4 separate regions of the Mus musculus genome follow, and all the other regions are linked to region 1. Evidence: chromatin contacts called from public HiChIP or PLAC-seq data. All regions are on one chromosome and are shown on one strand. Each heading gives the region's core, a stretch centred on a gene start, on an enhancer-like site or on the middle of the called end of the contact. The rest is flanking DNA. Distances are from core to core; before and after follow the strand shown.

Evidence for each region. HiChIP or PLAC-seq counts read pairs in DNA pulled down with a chosen protein or histone mark.
Region 2: a FOXA1 HiChIP or PLAC-seq map of pancreatic cancer cells shows a contact between it and region 1. The contact joins the enhancer-like site here to the promoter of Erlin1 in region 1. A contact is called at or near these places in 3 of 39 promoter capture datasets (the 3T3-L1 cell line, 3T3-L1-derived adipocytes and embryonic stem cells), 1 of 15 datasets of contacts at CTCF or cohesin (the NIH/3T3 cell line), 1 of 484 Hi-C or Micro-C datasets (nephron progenitors), 6 of 115 datasets of contacts at active chromatin or transcription factors (bone marrow-derived macrophages, embryonic fibroblasts, epiblast stem cells and 3 more) and 3 of 9 other capture datasets (adipose tissue, liver and pancreatic islet).
Region 3: a contact with region 1 is called in an H3K27ac HiChIP or PLAC-seq map of the NIH/3T3 cell line, with 3 times the contacts expected there. The contact joins the enhancer-like site here to the promoter of Erlin1 in region 1. A contact is called at or near these places in 9 of 39 promoter capture datasets (the 3T3-L1 cell line, 3T3-L1-derived adipocytes, cancer-associated fibroblasts and 5 more), 1 of 15 datasets of contacts at CTCF or cohesin (the NIH/3T3 cell line), 1 of 484 Hi-C or Micro-C datasets (nephron progenitors), 12 of 115 datasets of contacts at active chromatin or transcription factors (the NIH/3T3 cell line, astrocytes, bone marrow-derived macrophages and 9 more) and 3 of 9 other capture datasets (adipose tissue, macrophages and pancreatic islet).
Region 4: an HNF4G HiChIP or PLAC-seq map of pancreatic cancer cells shows a contact between it and region 1. The contact joins the enhancer-like site here to the promoter of Erlin1 in region 1. A contact is called at or near these places in 4 of 39 promoter capture datasets (frontonasal cranial neural crest, neural stem cells, pre-B cells and 1 more), 2 of 484 Hi-C or Micro-C datasets (embryonic stem cells and erythroblasts), 2 of 115 datasets of contacts at active chromatin or transcription factors (embryonic stem cells and pancreatic cancer cells) and 1 of 9 other capture datasets (liver).

Annotation. Positions count from the first base shown.
Region 1 is chr19:44,068,058-44,071,135 of GRCm38.p6, reverse strand. It overlaps Erlin1 (ER lipid raft associated 1), which reads left to right and starts at 1,351. Exons shown (of 12, transcript NM_001164360.1): 1 at 1,351-1,445; 2 at 1,741-1,864. The coding sequence starts at 1,752.
Region 2 is chr19:43,915,426-43,918,729 of GRCm38.p6, reverse strand. The region is part of intron 1 of Dnmbp (dynamin binding protein); the gene reads left to right. Among named protein-coding and RNA genes, the nearest start is that of Gm50217, 3.8 kb to the left of the region's middle. Within about 2 kb of position 1,914, at least 186 of the 459 cell types and tissues checked have an H3K27ac peak or open chromatin away from gene starts, as enhancers often do. A contact at or near this core is called in the NIH/3T3 cell line, adipose tissue, embryonic fibroblasts and 3 more, where this site is marked.
Region 3 is chr19:43,874,722-43,877,660 of GRCm38.p6, reverse strand. It overlaps Dnmbp (dynamin binding protein), which reads left to right. Exons shown (of 16, transcript NM_028029.4): 5 at 2,641-2,834. Among named protein-coding and RNA genes, the nearest start is that of Gm24400, 19 kb to the right of the region's middle. Within about 2 kb of position 1,385, at least 42 of the 459 cell types and tissues checked have an H3K27ac peak or open chromatin away from gene starts, as enhancers often do. A contact at or near this core is called in the NIH/3T3 cell line, astrocytes, bone marrow-derived macrophages and 2 more, where this site is marked.
Region 4 is chr19:44,313,354-44,316,436 of GRCm38.p6, reverse strand. No RefSeq gene overlaps it. Among named protein-coding and RNA genes, the nearest start is that of Mir5114, 12 kb to the right of the region's middle. Within about 2 kb of position 1,741, at least 328 of the 459 cell types and tissues checked have an H3K27ac peak or open chromatin away from gene starts, as enhancers often do. A contact at or near this core is called in embryonic stem cells, erythroblasts, liver and 3 more, where this site is marked.

The DNA.
Region 1 (3,078 bases), core at 102-2,601:
GATTTGCTCTTACAAAGGCCTGAATTGATTCTCTTGCCTGTCATTCTCTTTGTTACTAGCATCATACATAACCTTGTATTTGCTGTTGTATATCCGTTTCCCAGTTTCCTGTCTGTCTTCACTCTCAGCCAGTTACAGATACAATGCCCCAAAAGCACTGCTTTCTGGTATTTTCCTGCACAGGAGTTTGGTAATCCTTCCAACCTTGTTAACCTTTTCTAGTTGTCTCTGCCCTTAGTGAAATAGAATGCCCTTATTTCCCATGTGTCCCTATATCTCTAAACTCTACCCTTTCCTTTTAGTTTTTGTTTTGTAATACATGCACATGGTGTGGGTTTATTCCCTAAACCTTTTATGATTATTAATTATTGTGTGTGTTGGTGTGTGGTGTGGGGCATGGACCTTTATGTGTGGAGATCAGAGGACAACTTGTGGAGTCAGTTCTCTGCTTTTCACTTCTGTGTGAGGTCTAGGGTGAAAATGAAGTCCTCAGGAGTTCACAAACTCCTCTACCCACTGAGCTATCTCACCAGGTCCACGTGGTATAGAATGTTAAAATACAGTGAAAAAAAAAAAAGGTCGATTCCCAGCACCGATGTGGCAGTTCACAACAGCCTTTAACTCTGGTTCCACGGGATTCAATGCCCTCTTGTGACTGCTGAGGGCACCAGGCACACAGATAGTGACTGACATGCATGCAGGCCTAACAGCCATAAATGAAGTCACTGTCTTCTTGTCATACATTTTCTCTATCAGCAGAAAAATGGATCCTAGACTTTGTAAATCTGGTTCTAGCCTATCTTGCCATACAACTCCTTTCAACCTTATCGCCGTCATGAAAACTCAAGCGTTCACTACTCATTTTGGCCTACAAGACAATCCCGACCTCCACATTCAACATACATATATCATTCTGATCCTGTTTCTGGGTGGCTTTCAGAAAGCACTCTGGTGTAGCATTCTGGCACAAAATAAATATTCAGGCCAAGTCTGAATGGTTAATTCTGGTTGAATAGCTTCCTCTTCTGAACTCGAACCCCTGATTCCTTGAGACTGGTCTGGTAGTTTCCCTAGTGCAGGGTGTGTACCTGGAGAATGTGCTTGCCAGTTGGACTAGGGACGAACCACAAAAGGATGCAGGAACAACTCCTACACTGAGGGGCTGGTCCTGTGCACTAGCATGCCTCAACCAGCGTCTGTCCGAGTGACCCACCCCAGGAGACTTGGTCCTCGTCTGGGCACTTAGAATCACTACACTGTGCGCGCACCCGGGGCCAATTTTGTCCCGCCCGCGCACCGTCTCGCGAGTCGCGGGCGGGGGCTGCGTCGCCTGCGTCCCCGCGCAGCCGCAGTACCGGGCAGGTGGGCGGGGCCGGCTGTTGGCAGCAGTTGGCGGGGCCGGGTGGCGGCTGCACGTGCGGGCGGGGGCGATGCGTCACTGACCGGTGAGGCGAGGCTCGGGGGTCGCGGTCCTCCGAGTGCCTGCGATCAAGGCCGCCCTCAGTCGGGACCTAACGCTTGGGGAGTCGGGGAAGAGGTGTCACGACGTACGCCGAGCCGGGGGCACCCGCGCAGGGGGTTGGCGAGGGGAGCGCTTAGCTGAGAGAGAGAGAGAGAGAGCCCGGGGCCGGAGCGCGGGGCTTCCCGCCTCAGCCGCCCGCGACCGTACGCGGGCTCTTCCCTGGGTGGGGACTGGCCTGTCACTCAACGGACTGAGGTTCCTCTTCTCCCCATGCTCAGGAGGAACAAGGATGAATATGACTCAAGCCCGGCTTCTGGTGGCTGCAGTGGTGGGGTTGGTGGCGATCCTCCTGTACGCCTCCATCCACAAGATCGAAGAGGGACACTTGGCCGTGTACTACAGGTGAGCGCCGCCCTGTGCAGCCCGCGATGGTTCTAGAAGCACAGTGGAAGGGTCCAATGGGTCACAGCGAAGTCTGGGAAGTTGCTCTTTTCCGCGGCGTCAGGGGAGCTGCTTCCAGCCCTGCCTGGGAAGTGGTTTCATCCCAGCTGCCGGGAGTTAACCTTTGGCGGGGCACTTTTCCGTTGTCGGGGCAGTTTAGTGCCAAGTTCGTTCTGTACAGAATTGAAGACACCTTAGGGGGCACGGAAGTAGTCACTGCAACCGAGATGACTTCTCATAGTCCGCACAACTGCACAGGTGTTTAGTTTGCCGCTGTGGATTTTTTCCGGATCTCTGTCTTACATAAAGACAGTTCTCCCCAACACTAAGTTGGGTTTTTTCTTCTTCATTAAAAAATCTCCCATTGTCTGGTTATGTCCCCCAAAGTCTTCATGACCAGAGCAATGTCATATATCCCTAAAGGCCAAGAGACAAAAACCACATTTGCAGGCCACTTTTCTCACTTTTTTTTTTTCAAGTCAAGGTGAAAAAGAGTGTGGACTCAGTTGCCATCCACCTGATTTGGCATAAATCAAGTCTAACTTCCCACCAGGTCCTCGTGGTATAAGCTGGGAAGAGAAGCCAGTTTGTGGACAACTTGGGATAGTGGTTTATTCTGAAACAAGCAGATTTTTGAATATTTCCATCATGCCCCCTAAACTGGTATTTCTACTTTTAGATCAGTCCAGAATCCTAGAAAATACATACTTTTGGTGGTATGTCTTAACAGATGGAGTTCTAGCATAAGAAATACCAGCCTGGACCACATTTCCATCCAGTTTATCACTGTCCTTCTGACAGGAAAACCACGAAGAGAACATACGGAGATACCACTCCAAAAAAAATGACTAATGAACCTGCAAAGGTTCATCTTTTGAGTTATGACTTAGGACAAGGATGAATGTTGTGGGAACTTACTATTCGTTGTGTAAAGTAGGACTTTGTGTTGTATTTGTCCCAAATTTGCAGGGGGTGCTTTCACCGTTCACATACTACAGAGTTTGATAAACAAGCCCCTCTCTCAGCTGTCAACTCAACCCTTTCGCTGTCTGTCTTTCCATGCTAGGTTTTTGTTACCTTTAGACAGAAACCATCCCCCTAGGATTGGACTCATGTATTGAAAGAACCATTAGCCTCAGAAAGTTTCTTCTTCCTTGAAAGTTTGGTTTTTTCCT
Region 2 (3,304 bases), core at 665-3,164, 150 kb after region 1:
TTGCTTTTTCTATTGTGATCAATGAATATTACATACGCTTTACCATTTTGAACATTTTAAGTGTACAGTTTCATACCACTAATTTGCTACCATAAGTAGCGTTCTGCCTCCAGAACTTTCTCATATTCCCCAACTGAGCAGCCATAGTTCCCCAACAGAATGCTAGTTCTCTAGCCTTTCCTCTGTCTCTGTGGCTCCGGCTGCACCGAGTACTTCATCTGAGTGGAATCTGGCAGTGTCTGTCCCTGTGTCTGCTGGTCTCACAAAGCATAGCATCTTCAAGGTTGATCCGTGTGGCATTAATGTGTTACTGCTCTTTTTCCTTTTAAAAGGGTCAGATAAGGGTCAGTATGTGTTTCATGGCATGTTGTAAATCTTATTTCTGAATAAATATATATACAATATATATTATATATATGTATGTGTGTGTGTATATATATATATATTTGTTTGTTTTTTTTTGTTTTTCGAGACAGGGTTTCTCTGTGTAGCTCTGGCTGTCCTGGAACTCACTCTATAGACCAGGCTGGCCTCGAACTCAGAAATCTGCCTGCCTCCGCCTCCCGAATGCTGGGATTAAATGTGTGCACCACCACGCCCAGTTTTTTTTTTTCTGAATGTTTTTATAATTTTACATTTATAGCATTAACTTTCACATACTCAGGGCTGGAGGGATGGCTCAGAGGTTAAGAGCACCGGCTGCTCTTCCTGAGGATCGGGGTTCACTGCCCAGTGTCCACGTGGCAGCTCCCAACCATCTGTAACTCCAGTCCCGGGGGACCCACTTTCTTCTGGGCTGTGGTGCACATGTGGTGCACAGACAGACAAGCTGGGAATGCACACACATGAAATAGAGACTTGTCTTATGTTCCCTGATTATTAGAGTCACACACAGGAGTGGCATATTTAGTCCAATGTTTTTATCCAGAGAGACCCACGCTAGCCTTGAGTAATTCCTACCTTGTCTCCCTAAAATACTGTTATGCGTACTGTACCTTAAAGACTGGCTTACACACATTCCTTTCTTTTGTCCTCCTCCCTAAATAGGTAGCTTTTAGTGCTGTAACAGTTAAACTCTATAGCTGTTGAGTCTGGGTGAATTGCTGGGATCTGAGCCTTGCTGACCACAGTGTGGTGGATGGTGCAGGCTCCTGGCTCATGTGGCATGGTGTACACTCAGGTGGTAGCTTTCTTAGTGTCCTTGGGCTAATCAGAACAAGAAGTTCTGGGCACCCACGCTTGACCTGGAGGGCTCACACTGTCCCCTCCCCCTTACCTCCTCACCGCCTATCCCTAGCCCCTGTTAGACCTAGACAAACTAGAGACTGAAACTATTTACGCCAGAGATGGCTGGTTTACCGTTAGGTGAGCAGAACTACGGGCTGAGGTATAAGTGGTTTCAGATATTCCAACCCGCTTCCGGCAGTTACCTAACTCTTCCTGTGCCTGCGTTGCTGCCCGCCTGCAGACAAATGGTCAGACGCCACTTCCTTCACAAACTCTTTTGGAGTTTACCTTCCAAAAGGTGTTGAAGAATCATTGTTCTGCGGATATTTATGTTTCAACTCTTTAGAGGAAGAAATGGGCACTCGCTAGTAGGGAAGGGTGGGGCTCTACATCTTGATATCCCTGGCAGCACGCTGTATTTGGACAGTAATCTCCCAGCTTTTCCTCAGCTCATCTGTCCTGTAGTTTCTTCTGCAAACTTCCATCTGGACTTGGGACAGCTTACAGAAGCCACTAGTGGTTAAGTTCCGACACACACTCGAAGGCTTCTAGATAGCCCGAGCATGGGTGACAATGGGTGCTTCTTAGAAAGTGTACAAGGCGGGATCAACTCTGGGAGTGTGCGTCACCTGAGTTAAGTGGGAGACGTCAAGCCCCGCCTCCTCACTGCACACATGAATCACACGGACCTGTGGAGTCTGAGCCCTTCTAGGGTGTGTGTCCCTTGGGATTATAGACTCATTCCTGCAGAGTAGGAGGTCAGTAAAAGACTTGATTGAGCCAGAGTCTCCTCAGCATTTGTGAGTCATCCCCCCCCACCCCCCACTGTGAAAAGGAGTCAAGAGGAATTCTTAACTCTTTCAGCTCACGAGGCCAAAGAGCAAGAACTCAGTGGGTCGAGGCCCCTTCCTTATCTCACAGCTCAGAGGAGGAGCCGTGCATTCGGTCAGACAGTGAGAACTTTGAGAAAATGTACGGGAAAATTATGTCCATCTTGGCCCAACCCTGAGGACTTGTCTTAATAATGTAGATGGCTAAGAGATTTGCCAAATATTATGCTTGGATTTCTGCTTTAAACAAACAAACAAACAAACAAACCTACCCTTCTGTAGAAATCTGACATCTGGCAATTTCAGATGCCTGGAAGACAGCCAGAAAATAAGAAAGGGGCCTTAGAGTTTGTGAAGTGTTGAGCCCCCAGTGCCCACATGTGTCCCTTACCTCTGCAGAGGATGCTAGCCTACCATCCAGAGGTGGTCCGCTTTTATCTATCTGGGAACTCTTAGTAATGGTTGGTGCTGTAGACTGTGAACTAGAAGTTGGGTTGAATTGGGCACGGGGTCGCACACCCTTAGCCCTGACACTTGCGAGTCAGAAGTTGGTGGGTCTTTATGAGTCCAAGGCTAGCCTGGTCTACATAATGAGTTTCACCTAGGACTACACAGTAAGACTCTGTCTCAAAAAAATAAAAATGTAGGGTAGAAAAACTGACTGGGTGGGGTAGCTTAGAAGATAATTCAGAGGTTAAAAGCACTGGCTGCTCGTCCTCTTGCTCACCCAAGATTAATCCCAGCACCCACATAGCAGCTCACAACCATCTGTAACTCCAGTCCCAGGAGACCTGCCATCCTTTTTGGTAGATGCCCAGGTACACACGTGACATACATACAGGCAAAACACCCATATGCATAAGATAAAACTATGTGAATCTTTTTTTTTTAATGAAGCTGATGGATGAGACCGGCTGACCTGGAAGCAGGGCAGCACCAAGAAAGGCCTGAGGCTCTGTAACTGTCTAGGGCTGCAGCTGTGGTTAAACGCAGCACAGTACTGTATGTACTGAACTGGCTTCCAGCAGCCCGAGTAAATCACATTAACTCGGGATCTTTGGACGACGTCAAGAAGGCACAAGGCGTGTCTTACTCTTGGGTGCTGGGATTGACAGGCCCGTGCCCTCACACTTGGCCCTGTGTGCCTGCTTAAAAACCTGGTCACAATTAGATTAACCACGTTGAAATAAGGTCTGAAGTGTTTATACTTGAAGACAGTTTCTTCTCTGGTGGCCAATGACACAGAT
Region 3 (2,939 bases), core at 136-2,635, 190 kb after region 1:
ATTTAAAACAAGCAATTTAGTTTAAAGGATTTTCTTGCAAGGCTGGCGGTAAGAAAGCACCTGTCTATCCTGGGCCAGTCCCTGGGCTCCGTTCCCAGCACAGCAATAAACAGGCTGTGTGTACGGTGCAGCTGATTTCTGAACGAAACCTTAGACTGTGGTGGATGAGAAGGATGTGTGAAATGTTGCCACGCGTCGTGACATAAAGTTCAAGCAAGATACTAGCTATTGTTGGCTGTTGTTTTTAAATGTATTGAATAATACAATTTATAGAAAGATTGTCGTGGTACCAGGAACTCCCTGTGCACTCATGGTTGGTCGGCTGGTTTTCCCAGGCAGGGTTTCTCTGTGTAGCTCTAATTGCCCTGGAACTCACTCTGTAGAGTGGCCTCCAACTCAGAGATTCACCTGTATCTGCCTCCTGAGCGAGTGCTGGAGTTAAAGGTGTGTGCCCTCACTGCCTGGCTTCCCCGTGCGCTGTTAAGTTTAACATCTTCATCCTTTCTCTCTCTAGTTTTTTCTAAGAGTTTATTGCGTGCATTATGTGCCTGGTAGGGGTAAAACTCAGGGCCTGGCACAAGCAAACTATCAGCAGTAAGAGTGGGTATTTATTGTGAGACCAGAAAGGGGCCGCTCCTGCAGGAGATTTTACCTTGATCTAGTCACTTATCTAATCTACAGCCGCTCTCCAGCCCTGCCCAACGCTGGGTTTAGAACTTTTCTTCTTCGACACAGCAGGGACTGGCCAGTCATAGTTGAACACTGTCCTCGGAATTCCTTTTCCCATGACAGTGACCTTTTGAAGAATATACATTCTCAATTTGAGTTTGATGTTTCCTCAAGACTCATTTCAGAACCAACATTTGTGACTGGGATACTGCAGAAGGGGTGTGTGATGTTTCCAGGCCTATTTGGAAGCCATATTTGCCCCTTACTGGTGACCCTGATTTTGATTCCTGGGTCAAGGTATCCTTTCTCAGCTGTGTAGGCATGTTTTGTTGTTGTTTGTTTTGTTTTTGGAATGAACATGTAATGTATAATAATGTAAAACTATGCAAATATCCTGATCACCTCAATACCACCATTATTACCAGCATCATCAACTGATGAGTTGGGTATGTTTGTTTGTTTGTTTGGTTGGTTGGTTAGTTTTGGCCTGAAATTCTCTGGCTGGGGTCAGAGGCAGGCATACCACACCTATCCTCTACTGGTAATTTGCTTGAAAAGATGCTCTTAAAAAAAAAAAATCTTGTCATTTTTCTGGATCTTGCAGTTTGACTTCCACTCAGAGAGAGACTTCTTCCCTGTCATGTGTGCTAAGGGTGTGGGCTCCCAGTTCCTGTTTGATTCACTGGATTATAATGCATTGGAGCTGACTTAATTTTGATACTGAAGTTGTCCTGGTTGGGCAGGCTGCCCTTCCCTGGCTGCCTTGTCTTTGTTAAGATCTCCCTCTCCCCCTCCCCCTGTGCCTCTGCCAGGACCTCCTTGCTTGGCAATGCAAGATGTCTCCCGCCCCCATTTGTAAACACTGACATTCCTAACTTCTTAGGATTAGGGGCAGCAGAAAAGATTTTTGGAGAATCCAGTCTGCTGAAAAGCCAGCCGCATGTACTGTTTCTGTGGCTTTGAATTGTGCCCAGACAGCATACTGTATTGACTTAGCAAATTTGTCAATTTTTAAATCAGTCTTAGAATGTGAAGGAAACTCGGCGGAGACCACTCCACAGCCATCTTCTGTTTGTTTTTATTTCAGTTTCTTAAATGACCAAACGTTTTCTCATTTCTTTATGCGCCTTCTCCTATGCATCCAAGTACCAGGAGCTGTAAGTGCTAATGAGAAGAATTGTTTTTCTTCTTCAGGAAACATCCCGTTATGGCTAGCCCTGGGTAGACTGGAACTTGCTCTCTAGACCGGGCTGTCCTTCAGGCTCCCAGAGATCTCCCTCCCCCCAAGTTGGCACTGTTATGTGTTCCTCATAATATTTCTTTTTTTTTAAATATTAAGTTGTTCTGCCTGTAATAATTTTCTCATATTGCTTAAAACATTTTATCACATTTATTTATGTGCTTTGTGTGTGCATGTGTGTGGCAAGCATGTGCCACAGTAGCAAGCATGTAGAGTTCTGAAGACAACATAAGGGAGTCAGGTCTCTCCCTTCTACCCTGTGGATCCCAAGGAAGAAACTCCGGGCCTCAGGCTTAGCAGCAAGTGGGTTTACCTGTCGAGCCATCTCACTGCCCCAGATTAATATTCCTAACGTGCTGTATCAATGTCCTCACTCCCCAGCTTGGTAGCTTTGCTGCAGAGCCTATAGAGCAGGTTTTATATCTGATTAAATAAAATCAGTTCTCGATAAGGCTGGTCTTCCTTTCGACTTTACAGACAGCTAGCAGGCCGCGCATTGTTAGGTGGTCAAGCTTCTCTCGAGGACAAGATGAAAAGGATCCTGCATACTTGGGAGGATATCCCTGTGGAGAGAGTTTGCAGAGTGTTTACAGTGTTTACAGTGGACGCTTGATCTCCTGGCTGTCCTCTGTAGGGAAAGCCCCGGCCCACCTAGAACACTGCTTCCTGGTTCAAAGTGCTGGAGAGCCCTCCTTTCACACAGCTGCTGACCGTCCTCCTTCCCCTTCCAGACATGACGCTCCTCTCTTCCCAGTCTTCATCCCTGGCGGCCCCCTTTGGGTCTGTGTCCACTGAAAACCCAGAGCAGAGGATGCTGGAGAAGAGAGCCAAGGTGGTGGCGGAGCTTTTGCAGACGGAGAGAGACTACATCCGGGATCTGGAGATGTGCATTGAGAGGGTCATGGTGCCCCTGCAGCAGGCACAGGTAGGAGATGGGAGGCAGCCCGACCCTTTACACCCGAAGTGTTGGGGTTGGAATGAGGCTGTCTTCTACTGCAGTACCATAATTACAGACTGAGCGGCTCAGTGG
Region 4 (3,083 bases), core at 492-2,991, 240 kb before region 1:
TGGGTCGTCTTTGTGTTTGTTCTTTCTCTTTATTTTTTCCCCAGTCTCCTGCTCTTTTCCCTCAACAGCCTCTCCCTCCTCTTCTTTCTCCTTCTTTCATCCATTGTCTCTCTAGTCTTTCCCTTTCTCTACCCACTGTCTTCATCCCATTCACTCATTCTTCCCACGTGCTCCTTAAATAGCTTTTAACTTCCTAACAGTCTTTTTTATTTATTTTACTCGCTCTGTAGACCAGGCTGGCCTCGAACTCAGAACTCCACCTTGCTCAGCCTCCCGAGTGCTGGAATGAAAGGTGTGCACTAGCTTCACTTCCTAACATTCTAAAGTAGTTTTTAACCATCTTCAGTTCCATGATCATTGGCAATACATTAGCAGGCATTGAAGAAATAAATAAACTCCTAGTCATAGAGGACTCACAAAATCAAGCCAAAAGGACATAAACGATTAAAATGGATTCATAACAATCAACAAGACGGCTCTTACTCCTCACTCCTCTCTCTTTTTGTCTTCTCCTCTCCTCTCTCTCCCTCTTTATTCTCTAGCCTTTCTTCTCTCTCTTTTCTACCTTCTCTCTTTCCCCCTGTCTTTCTATAATAAAGCTCTAAAATCATTTTTTTAAAAAGTCAACAAGACTGAGACAGTAACCAAAAGTTTCCCCAAAAGTCAAAATGTAGCACCAGACTGACTCGTTGCCGAGTTTTATCAAATCTTTAAGGAAGAGGTAATAACCAAGCTCCTTAAACTGTTTCATATGGTATACAGAACACTACCAAGTTCACCCTGCCAAGTCTGCATTACCTTGATATAAAAACTGGTTCAGAGCACACACATTTTTAAAAAAGAAAATTGTCAGCCGTTTTTTCCCCTGATGAACATGGAGACAGAAAAAAAAAATTCTCAATGCAATTCTTGCAAGCCACATTTAAGGGCACGTTAAGATTATGTGTGGTGATTACTGCCTTTAATCCCAGCAAACTTTGTACAACTCCCACTCCCGTGTTAAATACTAACTTCCCGCTCCCAGTCCAAGCCTGCTTTGTTTCAAGCTTCTTATTTTAAGTTGGTGCAGAGGCTGCCCCTGCAGAGCGACTCGAGCTAAAAGCCTGTCATGGGTGCCCCTCCCACCCTGCATCCACTTCACCATTCCAGCATCTGAATGTCTACTCTGCTCCAAAAATACTTTTCAGATGTGTCCTTCCTTTTCCTTCCCCATGCCCCCATCGGAGTCTTTTCAAAGCCTGGAATAAGGCTTCCAGCCCCTGTGGTCCCCTCTGCTATCACAGTAAGTTTCTTAAATATCGAGATTTCCAGACTCTCACCGCCTCCCCTGCATTTTCTCCTCCCACTGCCCACTCCACGCCCCTTCATGCCTGCTGACATCAGCCTGGAAAGTTCCTGATCACATTAATGCTGTGCTTTTCGGAGTGCTCTCCTCTACACCATGACCCAATCTGAGGTCTGTTTTGCTAAGTCCTAGCTCTGCCTCCTCCTCCATAAGCGTTTGCACTACGTAGATGGAAAAAAACAAAACAAAAAAACAAAAAAAAACGTGCGCTGCTTTGCCAGCACACACCCCCACCCCCTTCCTTGGCGAAAGCTGGCGACCAGAGCCCACATTCAAGGTCCGGGGAGCGGAGGCGGGGGGGGGGGGGGGGGTTGTGAGGTCAGGGACTGGGCTAGCCTCCATCTGTGACTGCAAGGTACACCGGCTAGCTTCAGGAGCAGCGCATCCTGATTGGAGCGATGCGTGCAGAGCCCGGTGAGGCCGCTGATTGGCTGCGAGGGGTCAGGCGCTTTGGGCCTGGTGAACGCGAGTGAATCTGGGGCCAATGCTAACCCAGAGTAACCCCGGGAGGGGCCCGCACGCCTGACCCTTGCTTTTCCTCACCCTAGCTGGACCTCTCCCGGGCAGGCACTGGCAGAGGGCCAGGACTGGAGGAAGAGCGTTGCATGTTGCTTCTATTTCAGGCACTCAGCTTAACCTGAGTTGGAGTTTGGTAGGGCTCCATGTACGGTCACCAGGACAGTAATTTATGATGTCACAGGGCTGTGTATGTGTGTTTGGCCGCAGTGGGGTGGGAGGTGCGTTAGTGATCCAGGGAGGTAGCCACACTGCCTGCTCCTGGAAATGGCGAGGTTGGAGGCACGGTTTGAGGCTTTGGCTAAAGCAATCTTGCTACTGGAAGCAGAGCTTCTACTTTACTCCATGGGGTCTGGCCTTCCCCGAAAGCAGAAAGAAAAAAGAAAAAAAAAAGGAGAAATGTTATGGTGAAGGGTGGGTGACACTGTCCATTACTGCTGTTGAAAACTGTTTACTCAAAAAAAAAAAAAGTTAAACAGAATTATTACAGAAGAAATCCCATTCCTGTGTACACAAATCGACAGAGAGCAAATGCTAGAATATACACACACAAATGTGCAGAGCATACTATTCATAGAAGCCGAAAGGGGGGGACAACTCAACTGCTCCCCATAAATACAATGGACTGTTAATCATAATGAGGAGTTAAAAACTGATTTGTGCCAGTGTGAAAATGTTAGGAATCGATCAAAGAAGATAAATCAAAGAAATGACTTAGACACAGATTTAAGCCAGTAGAAAGTCTATTAGCTGGCTGGTACTTACAGACTTGAGCCTTTCTCGGGGTGAGATGTTTGTTTTTAATTATTATTATTATTATTATTATTTTATTTATTTATTTATTTATTTTTTTGGTTTTTCGAGACAGGGTTTCTCTGTGTAGCCCTGGCTGTCCTGGAACTCACTCTGTAGACCAGGCTGGCCTCGAACTCAGAAATCTGCCTGCCTCTGCCTCCCAAGTGCTGGGATTAAAGGCGTGCGCCACTACGCCCGGCTTATGGCATTTTTTTTGTATTTTTTTTTTTTAATATGAGTACACTGTAGCTGTCTTCAGACACACCAGAAGAGGGCATCGGATCCCATTACAGATGACTGTGAGCCACCATGTGGTTGCTGGGAATTGAACTTAGAACCTTGGGCAAAGCGGTCAATGCTCTGAACTGCTGTTCCATCTCTTCAGCTCTCTCAGGGCAAGCTTTTAAGCACACACACACACACACAC